Linked DNA regions of Sus scrofa: all the other regions are linked to region 3. The links are chromatin contacts, called in public HiChIP or PLAC-seq maps. All regions are on one chromosome and are shown on one strand. Each heading gives the region's core, a stretch centred on a gene start, on an enhancer-like site or on the middle of the called end of the contact. The rest is flanking DNA. Distances are from core to core; before and after follow the strand shown. Region 1 overlaps PIK3R1 (phosphatidylinositol 3-kinase regulatory subunit alpha). Region 2 has its middle 23 kb from the start of PIK3R1. Region 3 has its middle 410 kb from the start of CD180. Region 4 has its middle 86 kb from the start of CD180.

Region 1 (3,868 bases), core at 166-2,665, 470 kb before region 3:
TTTCCAAAGGCATCTTTCCCCACATTAAAATTGTACAAAGTGACAGGTGATGACTAACTCAAACAATTATTCAGTCTATTCAGACCAGCACCAAGGTAAGAATGACTTAAATATTAAACCAATGTTCAGGAACATACCCTAACCCTATCCTTAGAATTCCTGTTTTTTTGAATTGAAGACTTTCACTAATGCAAAGTCTTTGTAAAGAGATCCTTTTGGGTAAAGGTCTAAGACAAAAATACCTTAAGATGGTTTTTCTCTACAAAGAGATTTCAGTGTCCCAACACAAGCACATCATTCGACCTCTTTGGAATTTTTTTTTCCTTTTCCATTTGGATGAGATGATCCCTGTGGTCCTCATTCCACTCAAAATTCTGTTCAGTAAACTCTCAGTTTTCCACCATAACAGGAGAGGACAAGAGAAGGGACCACACACAACATTGAAACATCAGGGCAAGTTTACGTTCACAGTGAGGGGGGGGTGCAGATCCTTCTGGGGTCAGGAACGGATCTCTCCTGGTCTACTTCCTGTCTGCCCACAGAGCCAGAGGACAGGGCATGCACAGAGCCCTCCTTGCACGTTTGTGCTGACGCAGTCTGGGGTTCGACTGCTTTACAAAACATCCAAGTGTGCAGGCTCCTATCATTCCCTTGCCACATTTATGACCAAATGACAAACGTTTCAAAATTACTCAAGATTTGCCAAGGTTATAAAAATATGAAAGGGGGGGGCAGATGCATGGGAAAATAAAAAGAAGACATTTAATAGCTCTTTCTTGGAATGGCTATGGATGGGTTTACAGTTCATTGTTTTCAGTCATTCCTCTGACTAAATACACTTTCCACCTGCTTCGTCAAGGGCTAAGAGAAGACGACTAAAGCATGGTCTGTATGAAGCATGCATTTCATTTACCATAAAGAGCTCGAACAAGGCAAATGTGTGCAGCTGGAACTAACGTGCACCACATTTCGCCAATCCCCCAGCCCCTGAGATCTCCGCAAACACCTCCGTAAGTCCCAGCTGTTTTCAGTTAAGAACTGACGTCTGGAGCAGCCTGCCTCCTTTACTGAATGATTGTTTTATCTAAAATAGGATTCTGAACACCTTTTTTAAAATTAAGGACTAGATCCATTTATTTTCAAGTCAAATAAATGACCCAAAGACGAATTTAAGTTTAACTCTTCTAAAAACAGTTAATATTTCACATTGAATGTGCTCCTGAGGCCAGAGGAAATGTTCTTTCCCTTCCGAAAATTTCTCGCCAAGCGCTAACAAGCCCAGTTTCTTCCCAAGAATATTTGTTTTCTATTTCTCTGAGTCGAGTTTTTTTTTAAAGGGCTGGAAGCTTTCACAAGACAAAATAATTCCATTTGCTAGTTGGCTCTTCCTCGGAGTCCTGCTCGAATCCTATGGGACCCATAAATCCTTGCCTGAAATGTAGGATAAGTGTCATGAAACATACTTGGGAACTGGGAAACCACAGCTCAAAGCAGCAACCCAAAGATAGAAGCAAAGACCTGCTTCGAATTAAAACTGTAACAAGCGGACATACCACTGACCATTAATTCTTCAGCCAAGGAGACATAAACACTCAAGGAAAAAGTATGCACAGTATCACTAATTTGGGAGGAAGACAGCAATGCAGATAATAATTAGTACTGCTATGAAGACCAGACAAGGTAAATCAACTCACGTTCACCCTGAATTACTTAAGCCAGACATAGAGTCAATTTTCCCCACCATACACTAGGTCAGGTATTTAGTGGGGAAAAAAACTCAAGCAGAAGCAACAGAGAGGTAGAAGCTCAGGGAGGGAGGGAGAAATGAGGTAGACTGTACAGCTACTGTGCTGTCTAGGCAGCTGCCGCTGGATGGAAGTGGAGTGTCATAGAGGTAAGAATTGCTAAGAGTTAGGATGGGTCATTCAGCACCTCCACCACGCTCTGCCCCAGTAACTCAAGGCTTCAGGACCTAAAAAGGAGCTCCTCTCCACAGAAAGGCTGAGGACCTCTGATCTAGGAAACCTCTGCTCTGATCATCAGCAAGTCCTTTGAAAAATACTGATTTACTAGGTTGTGATGATCATCATACAACTGTAACTGTAATAACATTTACTGAGTAATAAAAAAAAAGAAAAATACTGATTTACGATAGTATAGAATCAGGGAATGAAACAAATCAAAACTTCTAAATAACTTCTAGGAAACTCACTGGCAAAAAAACCCCAATAACCCAATTGAAAAATGGGCAGAAGACCTGAACAGACATTTCTCCAAAGAAGATATATAGATGGCAAACAGGCACATGAAAAAATGCTCAACATCAGTAATTATTAGAGAAATGCAAATCAAAACTACAATGAGGTTACCACCTCACACCAGATAGAAATGCCATCGTTAACGAGTCAACAAATAAATGCTGGAGAGGGTGTGGAGAAAAGGGAACCCTCCTACACTGTTGGTGGGAATGTAAATTGGTACAACCACTATGGAAAACAGTATGGAGGTACCTTAGGAAACTATATGGAAAACAGTATGGAGGTACCTTAGGAAACTATATGGAAAACAGTATGGAGGTACCTTAGGAAACTATATGGAAAACAGAATGGAGGTACCTTAGGAAACTATATGGAAAACAGTATGGAGGTACCTTAGGAAACTATATGGAAAACTACCATATGACCTAGCAATCCCACTCTTGAGGATATATCCAGACAAAACTTTCCTTGAAAAAGACATATGCACCCATATGTTCACTGCAGCACTATTCACAATAGTCCAGACATGGAAACAACTTAAATGTCCATCGACAGATGAATGGATTAAGAAGATGTGTTATACATACACAATGGACTACTACTCAGCCATAAAAAAGAACAAAATCATGCCATCTGCAGCAACATGGATGCAACTAGAGTCTCTCATACTGAGTGAAGTAAGTCAGGAAGAAAATGACAAATACCATAAGATATCACTTATATCTGGAATCTAACACACGGCACAAATGAACCTTTCTACAGAAAAGAAACAAACTCATGGTTATGAGGAACAGACCTGTGGTTGCCAAGAGGGAGGTGCAAGGGAGTGGATAGACTGGGAGCTTGGGGTTAGTAGATGCAGTTATTACCTTTGGAGTGGATAAGCAATGAGATCCTGCTGTATAGCAAGGGGAAATAAAATATTTAACCACTTGTGATGGAACATGATGGAGGATAATGTGAGAAAAAAAAATATATATATATATATTTATATATATAAAACTGGGTCACTCTGCTGTACAGCAGAAATTGACAGAACATTGTAAATCAACTATAAAAATAAAAATAAATAATTTCTAGGATTTTGAAATTCAGAAAATACTCTCTCTCTCCCCACCCCTCCCCTCAGTTGAAACATTATCATCTCAAGCCCAGTACAGCAAATTGAAACCACATTTTATTCTACTTTTTCTTGTTAACTTGATGGCTTCACCACACTTTTAAATGCTACACACTCCCCTCCCTCAGCATTTGATCCCCCTTTTTTTTTTTTTTTTGTGAAATCAGTAATCACACCAGCGACAAGGTTTGCTTTCAGTATGTTATCTGCCAATTTAAACAGCATCTCCTAAGGCAACAGAATAATGAAAGACACATGTAGGTACTTGTCCCTCCTCAGAAACCAACTCCTCAAATGGGCTTGAAATTGGGCTTGTAATTCTGCTGATGCTCAGGTTTAGGACAGGTTGCTAAGGGTGGTCTCGGAGGTCTGAGTCTTAGTCTAAACAGCAGATGAGAGATGCAAAGGGTTGACTTTTCTCATCTCTGCTGGACTTACTGTGGGCCAAGGCTCAGCTCTTCCCTTCCATGGGGATGTGAGGGATTGCTCA
Region 2 (4,178 bases), core at 207-2,706, 410 kb before region 3:
AGGTGAGAAAACTTTGTCTTACTACTGTATTTGCACTTGCCAAATACTATGCTGAATCCAGCTGCAATTCTTAAATTATTCTGGAGAAAGTGGTATATAGCTAGTGAGAAATAAATTTTCTTGCAATCTCTAGCTATAAAAATCTTGTTCTATTTTTTTTGTTAAAGTATGGCATGGTATAAGTAAAAGACTGTTTTGAACTTTTTTTGGCATTGAGAAACATAGGATAAAAATATTCCACAGTCATTACAAGTTGTTCTTTTAAGAATATCTAATGGTATGGGGAATGGTCATGAGTTCAAAAAAAAAAAAAAAAAAAGCCCACAGTATAAAGCTAAATAGAATTGGATTCCATTTACATGTGCTAAAAATTACTTTTTTATTTCTCTGCGTGTATGTATTAAGATTGCAAGGAAATATATAAAAACACTAACAAATTCTAATTCAAAGACATGGGACTAATATTTTCTTCTTTATGCTTCTTTTCTCCACTTCTCAATTTACCACCATAATAATATACTTTTTTATAATCAGAGAAAACAAAATCCTGACATGTTTTTTAAAGAAAAAAAAAAAACTCAAAAAGTTAAAACAGAGAATAGACTTGAACATTTAAAAGAAAATATATGTTAGGTATTGTATCCTGGGTAAAGGAGAGAGGCAAAGGAGCTTTCTTACTATAGAATTTTTTTTTTTTTTTTTTTTTGGCTTGGTGTGGAGTGACTTGAAGTGGGATCTCACTTCCCAGACCAGGGACTGAACCTGGGCTGCTTCATTGAAAGCTTTGAGTCCTAATCACTAGACCACCAGGGAACTCCCTGTAGTATTTTTTTTTTAATGAATGTCTAAATTCTCCAGAATGGAGGACAGTGTAATAAGGTCCCAAATATCCATCCCTCAGCTTCCCCCATCAACTGCACTTCTTTCCCCTCCCTGCTTTTTTTCAGAGCAGTTTTTGAAAGGATTCAAGTTATCCTCTAATTTGTTTGGATAGATTTTATTTTCTCTAGCTTGGCTTTTCCCTTTGGGGATGGCTCACAAAGCCTCAGAGCTTCTGAACGCACTCTGACGTGAGGGAGCAGCTTGAGTCCTCAAGTATGTGTCCCGCCTGGAGACGAAGCCCATTGAAGTCCCTGAGAGCAAACAGCTCTGAAAAGCAAAGCGATCTGGTATTTACTCAACTTTACTTCTGTCCGGTGGGTCAGAGAACAGACTCCAGTGTCCAGGATAAAGCCGGGCCTGGCCGGGTCTTGGCAGCTCAAACCGCCCCATTGTGATTCAAGATTCGGGGTGTAAACACATGCAGTGTTTAACCACCGCCAGTCCTCTTTGAATGTTTGATAGCCGTGACTGGGGCTCAGGAAGAACACAGTAGTGACTTCTTCACTGGAGCTGAGGCTGAGGCTTTATGTAGTGTTTGGGCAAACGGCACCGGCAGCTGCAAGCCCTCAATGGGTGCTTTCTAGTTGCTGAGTGGGCTGTGCTGCGTTGCTGGGAGCCGAGGTCCGGAGCTGCCCCTGGGCTGGATGGGGGGAGGAGGAGGCGGCCAGCCGCAGCCTGGGCCACCCCTTCTCGGTGACAGGTGCTGAGGGACAGGAGAAGGAGCCCCTCCCTACTGGCTCCCAAGCCTGGGCTCAGTGTCTGCCACTGACTGCCATTTTTATTGGGTTTTTGTTTCAGGAACACACACAGGACCTTGGCAGGCAGAGATGTACCCTGTGGCTTGGTCTTTCTCTGCTCAGCTAGTGGTGATGAAAACAGTAACAAAGACCCTGACTTTGCTAAATGACCAAGACTCACTCAGATAACAAGCCAGTACAGTTGCTGGCAGAGAGCCTTCTAGACGCTTGATGCAGTGTGACCTACTGGAGTGAGAAGGAGAATTGGAAGGGGAGGGCTCTCAGTTACATTTTGGTCCAATTAAAGGATACTATTATCTCCTCCTGATGTGGACTGATGATCCTGTTTATCATTAACTATCATCTACTGAGAACTTTTATGTGCCAGGTACTGAACTAGGTATTGCATGTTCATTGTCTTACCATAATCCTGCAATTTCGTTGTTGTTGTTGTTTTTTTTTTTTAACAAAGGAGAAAACTGAGTTTCAGAAAGGTTAACTCATTTGTTCAATAGTGTTACGCAGCTTATAAACGGTACAGTCAGAAATCCAATCTTGGTATGACTATAAAATAACTTATACCCTTTCTGGGAGAAACACATAGCTTATGCCCTGTAAATTTGATATTTAAAGTGCCAGGTGACTGTGGCCTAGAAAAGGCGATTTGGCCATGGGAATACAGAGTAAGTCAATAATTTATATTCAGAACAATGTCTACTCTTTTCGTTACAGAGAATTCCAGGAAAACTCAGATGAGGTAGATTCATAAGGCAGAAAAATCCCTTCTTGGGAGTTCCCGTCATGGATCAGCAGTTAACGAACCTGACTAGTAACGAACCTGACTAGTATCCATGAGGTTTGATCCTTGGCCTCACTCAGTGGATTAAAGATCCAGCATTGCCATGAGCTGTGGTGCAGCTCTCACACGTAGCTGGGATCTGGCATAGCTGTGGTGTAGGCCAGCGGCTACAGCTCTAATTTGACCCCTAGCCTGGGAACGTCCATATGCCACAGGTGTGGCCCTAAAAAGACCAAAAAAAGAAAAAAAAAATCGCTTCTTAATACTGAGGGAGTAAGAACCCTGCCTCCTACCTCCCCTAACCCCCAGTCTGGGCCTGGCGAGCCTACAAGAAAAAATTTAATGTCACTGTTCTTATTTTAAATAATTACTCCTGAATTTTTAAATGAAAAACAAGAGGTCAGTTATAAGAGCAATTTAAAATTTGCAGAAAAAATTTAGAAGACGGTAGAGAGTTCCCATATACCTCACCGACCAGTTTCCACTATTAACATCTAATAGTGCACATTTGTTATTAATGAACTGATATCAAAACATTATTAACTAAAGTCCAGTTTATTCAGACTTCCTTCATTTATTTTTTTCTTTTTTGGGTTGCACCTGAGGCATATGGAAGTTCCCAGGCTAGGGGTGGAATCAGAGCTGCAGTTGCCAGCCTACGCCACAGCCACAGCCATGCCAGATCTGAGTTCACGTCTGCAACCTACACCACAGCTCATCGCAATGCCAGATCTTTAACCCACTGAGTGACACCAGGGATTGAACGTGCATCCTCATGGATACTAGCTGAGTTCTTGACCTGCTGAGCCACAACAGAACTCCCATAGTCTTCCTTGATTTGTATCTACTGTCCTTTTCCCATACCAGGATCCCATCTAGGATGCCACATTACATTTAGTTGTCATGTCTCCTTAGGCTTCTCTTGGCTGTGAGAGTTTCTCAGACTTTTGTTGGTTTCAGTGACCTTGACAGTTTTGAGGTGTACTAGTGATTTTTAAGAGGTAAGAGAATGCCCATCCCTGGGGAGAGGTCTGTTGTTTTTCTCATGATTAGATTACAGCAGTAGGTTTTGGGCTAGAGGACCTCAGATGTAAAGTGCCATTTCATCATATCATATCAATCAAGGGTATGTACTATCAACATGACCTATGACTGTTGATGTTGACCTTGATCACCTGGCTGAGGGAGTGTTTGGCAGATTTCCCCAAAGGAAAGTTACCTTTCCCCCTACCCTCTTTTTACTATTTTCTTTCAAAGTCACTATGCACAGCCCACAGCTAAGTTGGGTACTTGGTGACTTTTAAAATAATCTTCATTGTCTCCCATCTCTCAAAGTCATTTCTTCTTCCTTAGCCTGATTTAATACCATTCATGTTAATTAACCTCTTCACCTCTGTTTCCACTCTCCAAATCATAACTATCAAATCACAGACTTTCAGAGCTCAGAGAGTGTAAAGTGCACTAGCCTGTTTGTGATTAGGTTATGTGATAGCCAGATGAAGTAGAAATGCATATACGGCTTGAAAGAATTTCATATTTAAATGTTCACTGAAAGCAAGGAAGCCTTCATCACGAGATATTCAGAGAATTGCTGGTATACTGACATTTGTTTTAAGGACCAGTGTTATTTCTACTTTGAATAACATAAAAGTATGGCATGCCATTCTCAGCATCAATGTCCCAAGCCCAGCCCCTCACCTATCTTTCACAGAGGAGTTGTGGAGGTGAAACGAGTTGTCCCAGGTCACAGAGGTGGTGTC
Region 3 (4,070 bases), core at 748-3,247:
GCTATCAAAGGAATGCTTTCTCTCTTCAAGGATAAATTCTGATTATTTTGCCATGGCTCCCCAGAAACACAACAATCCATCCAATAGATCCTGGTCAAATTACTCCTTTATTACTTATAATAAAAGAGAGTTTCTACATGAGTCGTCTGTAAATAACAAAATTCTGAGACTATGTAAAGGTGAGAAAGACATCTGTCTTTTAGATTTTATTATTACTATTTTGACAGAATGCATTTTTAATTGCCATTTTTCCATTTACATAACAAACAAAGATTCAATGTCAAAAACTATAAAAGAGAGAGAGAGGGAAGAAGGGGAGGAAAGAGAGAAAAAAATGTAAAGAGAAAGTTAAAATTGCCTGTTATCCCACAATCTTTGAAAAATCCCATTAATAGTACTTACATGCAGATATTTTTAATCCAAATTGATAATCAGAACATATAATTCTGTTTTATACCTGCTAAAAAGGCCCATTCTTTTAGCATTTCCCTGCCTGTAAGCATATTTCATCTCTGGGCTCAGATTTTTTGAGGTTGAGAAGCTTCCTTCTCACCTAATTGAATCCTTCAAGCTCTAAAACCATAAAACTGAGACATGGCTTTTAAGACTCAGGTTTGTGTTCTTTGAATTTTCCACTGGAAATAAAGATATATTTTTATTTGGATCGGGACTTGAGAACTTGAATCAGAACCAAGGAAACATCCAGGGTCGTCTGTCTCCAGTTTACTTTTTTAAGCATTGCCATTTGATTCTTTTCTCTCCTCAACCTATCACTCTGTATAAGATGAGCACTGTTTCAGCATTTCTCTGAAGCAGAATGATGCCATTGCCTGGAGCCAAGTGAGAGTGCCCTGATGTTTAAGTCAGTGTTGTTATAACAATGAGCATGCAAGCGGAGGAGAATGATGGAAGAGACTACCCTTTACCATGTCTTCTAGTGTTTTTTAACCTATTGGCCCACCTGCGGGAAGGATGGGACTTGAGGAATTATGTTTGTTTACACTAACAACTGTTCTAACGCTTCAGCAGAGGAACGTTTGGAAAGGTTCTCCTTCCCTTTGGAATGTTGGCCAGTCCTGCATCCTTCCCTCCACATGGTACAAAATGTGAACTGCCCACTAACTAGGCTTTTTAGGATCCCTGTATTTCCAGAGCAGTGGCAATGGTCTTCTGTTCTCCTTGACCAGAAGCCATGTGACCGATATTCAAAGGGAATTTCCTCTTTTAGGAAAACACATCTATCTGTGGGACAGTTAAAGAAGGAGGAGCTGGGTGAGTAAGCTTCCACTGATACAAGTTCCGATGCAGCTAGGATGCATGTCCCACGTGAATGGGCAGGGTTAGTGTTCTCCTCATGCTAAAAACCCAATGACAAAGACAACCAGAGGACAGTTCTGGCAATGTTTCCATGAGAGCATGTGAAGCCCTGTAACACCAGACTGGAGGAAAAGAACTGTCAAACCCTGGAGAAAACCACAGGGATTCCTAAAGCTTTTAGCAGGACCCAAAAAAAATTTTTTAAAGGATTAAATCCACCAACCTGTTAAATGAGCTATTCCTCTTATGGGCTGCAATTCATAATTGTTATCCTATTTCTTGGGAATCAGAAACAGATCCTGGTAGCAACCCAGTTAAAACTGAGGAGAAGTAAAATTAAAATGTTGTATCTGGTTTATCTTTTTTTAAGTGAGCAATGAAACAACTGCAAGGCATATACTGCATACTTCACGTCTTGGATCAACAAGGGAGCCACGCCAAATGTCAGATTAAATATTCCACAGCTGAAGTGTTTGCATAACTTTTTGGTGGCTACCATTTAAAGAAAGAAAAACAGTGATGGGCCTTTAAAAAAATATTCCCTTAACTTGACATGCTCACAGTGTACTGCCAGCAATTGCTCTCGACTTGGAAGGCGAAGCCATGCATATCTTGTCCCTGGAGCGACAGTGCCAGCTGGCAAGCGTGTCCCTGTGTTTCCATTCGCCCCAGGAGTGTGAAGCCCCACTGTGCGCCCTGAAGGCCACAGCTGCACGGCTGTATTGTTTAACCATCACTGCTTTGGCTAAGAAGCAAGTCATTTCAATAAGGAATTTCCTGGTTCCTGAAGTGTCTGTCATGTTTCAACAATGAGTTTGCAATGGCTGCGTGTGTTTTCAGTTTGGGTTGGCTCTGTGGGTCTGCCCAGGAAACTGGAGACAGGTCTTTTATTGAAACTAAATAATAAGTCTGAACAAATCAGCTTTATTGTCGTTGGCTCTGGCATGGTCTGGATTAATTTTAGCTTTATATTTCTAAAGGGTTGCTCAAGAGGTGACACTCTTCCATCTCAGGTTATTCAAGGGAAGAGAAGGAACTAACATATTTTACATGCCTACTCAGTGTCAGGTGCTATTCATGCATGATCTTAGGGACTTTTCCTAACCATCTAAGGAACTAGTTCTTTCTCTATTCATTTTACCAATGAGGAAACAGAGGAACTAAGAGGATCATTCACTTGCCAAAGATCATCCAATTAAAATCATAGGTTCTGAAGTCCAATTGCTGTGTTTCATCCCAGATCTGCCACTTACTTTCTTTGACCTTGGGCAAGTCAATTCACTTCTCTGTTCCAACATTCTTCTTTGGAAAATGAGAATAAGAATGGGGATCTTCCACTGAGGATTAAAGAGAATAATGTGTGTAAAGTGATCTCTACATGAGATGGTCAATACATTCAGCCTATATTACCTTACAGGGTAGAGACTGCAACCCAGTGAGGCTCCTTTCCAAGCTGGTGGTATTGCCACCTTCTCACCAGTCTCAGTCAATGCCACTCTTATGCATGGGGAAGGTTTAAGTTAGCACTGATATTCAGGATTCAAAGCTGAAGATGAATCAACATCCTTGTTTTAAAATTATTTTCTCTATTGAGGCAAATAGGACTTGTAGCTCTGGCTCAGGCTCCTAAAAAAAAAGATCTTTCTGAAAAAGGGATCAGAAAGACAGGAGAAATGATGGGAGGAGCACAGGCTGGAGGGATCTTTTGTCTCATTGTCCAGGTAAGTGGCTTGGATTGAGAACTAAAAACTGAAAAGTTCCCATGTTTCCTCCTGACAGCTGATGTCTAGTCTATTCACTGCATTAAAAAGCAGAGCTAAGCTGGTGATGCTATAGCCCAAATTAATCATCACAGAGCCTTCAGCCTGGTGCTCAAACCCCGCCTGGTTGCTTCCTGTGTGCCAGGCTCTTTGCTGGGCCCTGGAATGTAAAGATGGGTAAGACAAGTCCTACCCATCTTTGCAGAGCCCAGACAAGTGATCAAATGATCCTAAACAACACAGGGACCTTTTTTCCAATGAAGCTGTTTAAATTCTGGATCCTCTGAAATCCATTAGAAAGGAAACTTGTGTAGTGCATTAGCTGTCTCATAACTAGGAATTTTTGAAGCTTTGTGAAGAGGCTTAGGTAACTTTATTTAATAATCCTCAATAATAAAGCAAAATCCACAAATAGGAGGGAGGCCCATACTGCAACCAACTCAGTTAATCACTTGGAAGTTTTTCCAGTCTCGCTAGGATTTCTCGGGCATCAGTTGCCGCAGTAACCACCTCCAGGCACTTGGAATCAAGAGACCCTAATATGAGTTTCAGCCTCGCCACTTACAAGCTGTTTGATTTTAGCTAAAATCATTCAACCTGTCTGAGCTATTATTTTTTATCTGTAAAATGGGGAAGATAAATAATATTCAGGCTATAGGTTTATGATCAAAGAGTAAACAGATTAATGTCTTTGAAAGCCCCTTTTATGAACTAAAGAGTTGTAAATACTTATTCTTGTTACTTCCATTCATACTCTCTCTTCCATTCACTTGGGTATATTGTGCATAGTGTGACATTTAGATTATAAGTTTATATAGCTTTTATCAACATTTTATACAGCTTTTAACTTTATAGTTTGACATTTGTGAATATTTCAATAGAGTGTGGAAAATGATAGCATCAGTGAACAATATTTCAGTACCACCTTCAACAGATAAAAAAGAGTACCACCTTCAACAGATAATAATTTTAAACAATTATTTGTGAATTATT
Region 4 (4,025 bases), core at 1,525-4,024, 330 kb after region 3:
CAGGAACAGCATGGACTTCTAAGAAAAAGTGCATCCAATATTCAAGCAAGATTATATGCTTTTCTGAGAAGTGAAGATGTAAAAATTTCCCCAGGCTTCCCTCAGAGGCCTTGGTAAAGTTTACAAAACACAGACATAGGGGCTGGAGAAGGAGGGGTAGTTATATTGAAATCAAAAGGACTGAGTCTTATGTTGAGACTGACAGGGGAGTAGGACCCAGGTAGCCAAGGATGAGACCTCCATAGACTGAATTTATTTAGCAGAAGAAAGAGCCCAGGTCCAGAGGTGACATCCATAGTAATCTCCAGGCCCCAAGAGTTACTGTGTGCTGGCGCACAGATGGATTAGTTTAATCCTCACAACCACCCTGCAAGGTAAGAACCTTTCTTTCTTTCTTTTCACTTTTTTTTTTTTTTTTAGGGCCAAATAATCATGACATATGGAAGTTCCCAGGCTAGAGGTTGAATCGGAACTACAACTGCCAGCCACAGCCACAGCCACAGCAACACAGGATCTGAGCCACATCTGTGACCCACACCACAGCTCATGGCAATGGATCCTTAACTTTCCGAGTGAGACTAGGGATTGACCCCACATCCTCATGGATACTCGTCGGGTTCATTTTCCCCTCACCACAATGAGAACTCCAGTAGGAACCTTTCTTATCTCCATGTTACGGCTGAGGAAGATGTGGCACAGATGGGTTAATCACAAAGCTGAACCCCCAAAGAAGACACAGTTCCAGGAACTTGCAACATGCTATTGGACTTTCTTCACATTTTTGGTTGGGGGTGAGTTTCTTGTTTATTCATACCTGAAGTGGCAAGAGGGGCCCAACTGACATTTGGGTCAAAGGCATTTAATGCGATAATGATTTATAGTCGGACATTCCAGTTTTGCTTCCTAACTTCTATCTCCGTGACTTTGGAAAATTTATCTTTTCTGATCTTCGGTTTTTTCCTCAATAAAGTAGTGTGCTAGCAAGAAGACCTGCCCCATAAGATCACCTAAGTAGTAAATCAACTAATGAACATAAAGCATGGAGCAGGGGCCCAACACATAAGTGCCCAATAAATGGAGCTTTTTATTTGTTCTCTGCAGTTAAAATACGTACCGATGCTGAGAATACAGGCTAACAGCTGGTAACCAGCAAACCTGCTAAAGCTCTATCAGGTGCAACTTCTGTAAATGGAAAACATCTGGTTCACTTCACAGGCCACTAGGGTTTCAGTCAAATAAAATAAATATAGGCCTAAAGAAAATTTAGAGAAAATATGCACTCAAAAGGTCACTTTAATGCATGATTGTGTGAATTGAATATTAAAATGTTCCTGCCACTGTCTGAATATACTGTGATTAGTTGCAATCTGCAAATGATACAATACTGTTTTTCCAAGGATTAAAGTTTCTTATTCCAAGTTCAACACATATGTTGAAGCTTTGCTTTCTTTCTCCCACCAGGATTTTTATAGGGGAGCATGAATTAAGATTAAATAAACATATAACAAACCCATATCACATTTTTAGCTGGGGGAAAAAAAAGGAATCAGTCAACCCACCTCTCTCCTTCCAGCTGGGCAATAAATGTCAGTTGTTCTACTTAAACAGAAACAGGGCCTGTCTCATGTCTCTGTAGGAGCCAAGTGAGATGAGAAACCAAAGAAAAGAGATGATTGTTTCAAAAACTGCAATGCTGTGTGTTCTTGGAGTTCTCAAAAAGCAATAACTGCTGAACATCACATTTTGAGCTATCAAAGGGCTCCTGTTCAAGAGTTAAACCTATGCCACAACAGGGCTTTGATGACATGCGATGTGAATAGAAAAGTTTCTATACATTTTCTTCCTTCAAATACTCTAGGGAAAATACTAAAGCTGGTAAAAGAGGATCACTCAGTGGAAGGGAAATGATGAACCGCCCTAGCTTTCAAAAATCACTGAAATGCCTCCTGCCTAGTGAGCTGAGGTCACATACATTCATGTTGATATGTACCTAAAACACTAAGGATAACAAATGCAAAACCGATTCCACTAGTCTTTAGAAAATAATTTTCCTTTTAAAAAATGTGTATCTATTATGTCTTGAATTAAGAAGAAATTCTGTTTTAGAAGAAATTCTGTTTTAAGAAAGAAGAGAAACTCCATGGTTTTCAGAATTCCAAACAGCTTAGACTGAATTTCTTATGCTCTGGATACAAAATCAGAATGCCTATAAGAAATACAGGAAGGGAGTTCCCATTGTGGCGCAGCAGAAACAAATCCAACTAGTAACCATGAGGTTGTAGGTTCGATCCCTGGCCTCGCTCAATGGGTCAAGGATCCGGCATTGCCATGAGCTGTGGTGTGAGTTACAGATGCGGCTTAAATCCTGTGTGGCTGTAGCTGTGGCATAGGCCGGTGGCTGTAGCTCTGAATTGACCCTTAGCCTGGGAACTTCCATATGCCACAGGTGTGGCCCCCAAAAACAAACAAACAAACAAACAAAAAAAAGACACAGAAAATTCTCACTCATGCTTTCCCAACTTATCCAGAGCAGATGCAAGCTAACCCTTAACAGCCCTAGCAACTTCTTTTTCAGCTCACTTCACCCTGTGCCTTAGAATTGGACAAGGTCAGGTGCTGCTTCGGGGAAACAGTTTTCCCACACTTGAGGCAAAGTAAAGTTGTGAATGATATCTAATGGAGAGCAGTTGGTAATATAGACAGAATTACCTCCCCACGCCCACAGCCCTCCTCCTATTAAGAAGCCTGTGCTCTGTCTGTGACCATCCCTGCATCATGCATCACACTGTGAAGGTCACACTCAGGGCAGAAGACACAATTCTCAGAATATTCAGTAATCCCCTGCTGGGCGGGGCCAAATCCTGGGAACAAGAAATCTAAAGGAACAAAAATTATGTTGAAAGTGTTTTGAAACAGTGAATTTTGTGTATGTCGAACAGAGGGTCATTTGATTTCATTTTGTTTTCTAAAATGCTCGTGGGCAGAATGGTCTGACGTGCCACTTCTGTGGGTGTTGCCAACAAGTTCACCCAGTATGAAATTCTACCCCAGGAACTCTCCCCTTCGAAAAGAACACATTCCTCCACCTCTACCTCCTTCTGCGTGTGCAGACTTAATAATTCAGCAGCAGATGTTCCTTTACCAGAGGGAAAGGGTATCCTGAGGGTATTAAAAGGTTCACCTGCCAAAGATCACTCTCCATTTAGCTTTTCTTTTTTTTTTTTTTTTTTGTCTTTTGTCTTTTTTGTTGTTGTTTTGTTGTTGTTGTTGTTGTTGTTGCTATTTCTTGGGCCGCTCCTGCAGCATATGGAGGTTCCCAGGCTAGGGGTTGAATCCGGCCTACGCCAGAGCCACAGCAACGCGGGATCCGAGCCGCGTCTGCAACCTACACCACAGCTCACGGCAACGCCGGATTGTTAACCCACTGAGCAAGGGCAGGGACCGAACCCGCAACCTCATGGTTCCTAGTCAGATTCGTTAACCACTGCGCCACGACGGGAACTCCTCCATTTAGCTTTTCAGTTACAGTCAGTGGTTTAGGGACTGGAATGGGATGGCAAATGGGCATATCTGGGTGGAGGGCTGGAGCGAGAGTGAAAGGCACCCCACAGCACAGATGTTGAGCCAAAACCTGCTTGGGCTTCACAATGGGGCTGTGACCCTCGGGGGTGGGATGAACAGGCAAGATCAGGAACTGGGGAGATTAGACGGACTTAAGATTCATTCCTTAATTATTTTTCCCCCAAAAGCCCAGCCGAGACTAGGAAACAAGTATGGACCAGAACATGTATCTCCAACTGTCCTCACATTACCATGAAAACGTAATAGATTTAGAGAATCACAGCTTCCCCCCCCAAGAGAATATACCAGAATAACCTTAGAATCACTGATGTGTAACAGCATATTCAAAGATTAAGGTGTTTAGGTATCCAGTTCAGGAGTTCTTAACATTTGGAAAACCAAAGACTGCTTTAGGGAATATGACCAAAGCAATGAGCTTCCCCAGAAAAATGCCCATAGCATAA

Evidence for each region. HiChIP or PLAC-seq counts read pairs in DNA pulled down with a chosen protein or histone mark.
Region 1: a contact with region 3 is called in an H3K27ac HiChIP or PLAC-seq map of skeletal muscle, with 8 times the contacts expected there. The contact joins two enhancer-like sites. A contact is called at or near these places in 1 of 47 Hi-C or Micro-C datasets (heart right ventricle) and 2 of 2 datasets of contacts at active chromatin or transcription factors (alveolar macrophages and skeletal muscle).
Region 2: an H3K27ac HiChIP or PLAC-seq map of skeletal muscle shows a contact between it and region 3, with 3 times the contacts expected there. The contact joins two enhancer-like sites. A contact is called at or near these places in 1 of 47 Hi-C or Micro-C datasets (heart right ventricle) and 2 of 2 datasets of contacts at active chromatin or transcription factors (alveolar macrophages and skeletal muscle).
Region 4: an H3K27ac HiChIP or PLAC-seq map of alveolar macrophages shows a contact between it and region 3. The contact joins two enhancer-like sites. A contact is called at or near these places in 1 of 47 Hi-C or Micro-C datasets (heart right ventricle) and 2 of 2 datasets of contacts at active chromatin or transcription factors (alveolar macrophages and skeletal muscle).

Annotation. Positions count from the first base shown.
Region 1 is chr16:46,471,423-46,475,290 of Sscrofa11.1, reverse strand. The region is part of intron 2 of PIK3R1 (phosphatidylinositol 3-kinase regulatory subunit alpha); the gene reads right to left. Among named protein-coding and RNA genes, the nearest start is that of PIK3R1, 39 kb to the right of the region's middle. Within about 2 kb of position 1,415, at least 7 of the 83 cell types and tissues checked have an H3K27ac peak or open chromatin away from gene starts, as enhancers often do. A contact at or near this core is called in skeletal muscle, where this site is marked.
Region 2 is chr16:46,409,974-46,414,151 of Sscrofa11.1, reverse strand. No RefSeq gene overlaps it. Among named protein-coding and RNA genes, the nearest start is that of PIK3R1, 23 kb to the left of the region's middle. Within about 2 kb of position 1,456, at least 31 of the 83 cell types and tissues checked have an H3K27ac peak or open chromatin away from gene starts, as enhancers often do. A contact at or near this core is called in skeletal muscle, where this site is marked.
Region 3 is chr16:45,999,163-46,003,232 of Sscrofa11.1, reverse strand. No RefSeq gene overlaps it. Among named protein-coding and RNA genes, the nearest start is that of CD180, 410 kb to the right of the region's middle. Within about 2 kb of position 1,997, at least 16 of the 83 cell types and tissues checked have an H3K27ac peak or open chromatin away from gene starts, as enhancers often do. A contact at or near this core is called in alveolar macrophages and skeletal muscle, where this site is marked.
Region 4 is chr16:45,671,525-45,675,549 of Sscrofa11.1, reverse strand. No RefSeq gene overlaps it. Among named protein-coding and RNA genes, the nearest start is that of CD180, 86 kb to the right of the region's middle. Within about 2 kb of position 2,774, at least 9 of the 83 cell types and tissues checked have an H3K27ac peak or open chromatin away from gene starts, as enhancers often do. A contact at or near this core is called in alveolar macrophages, where this site is marked.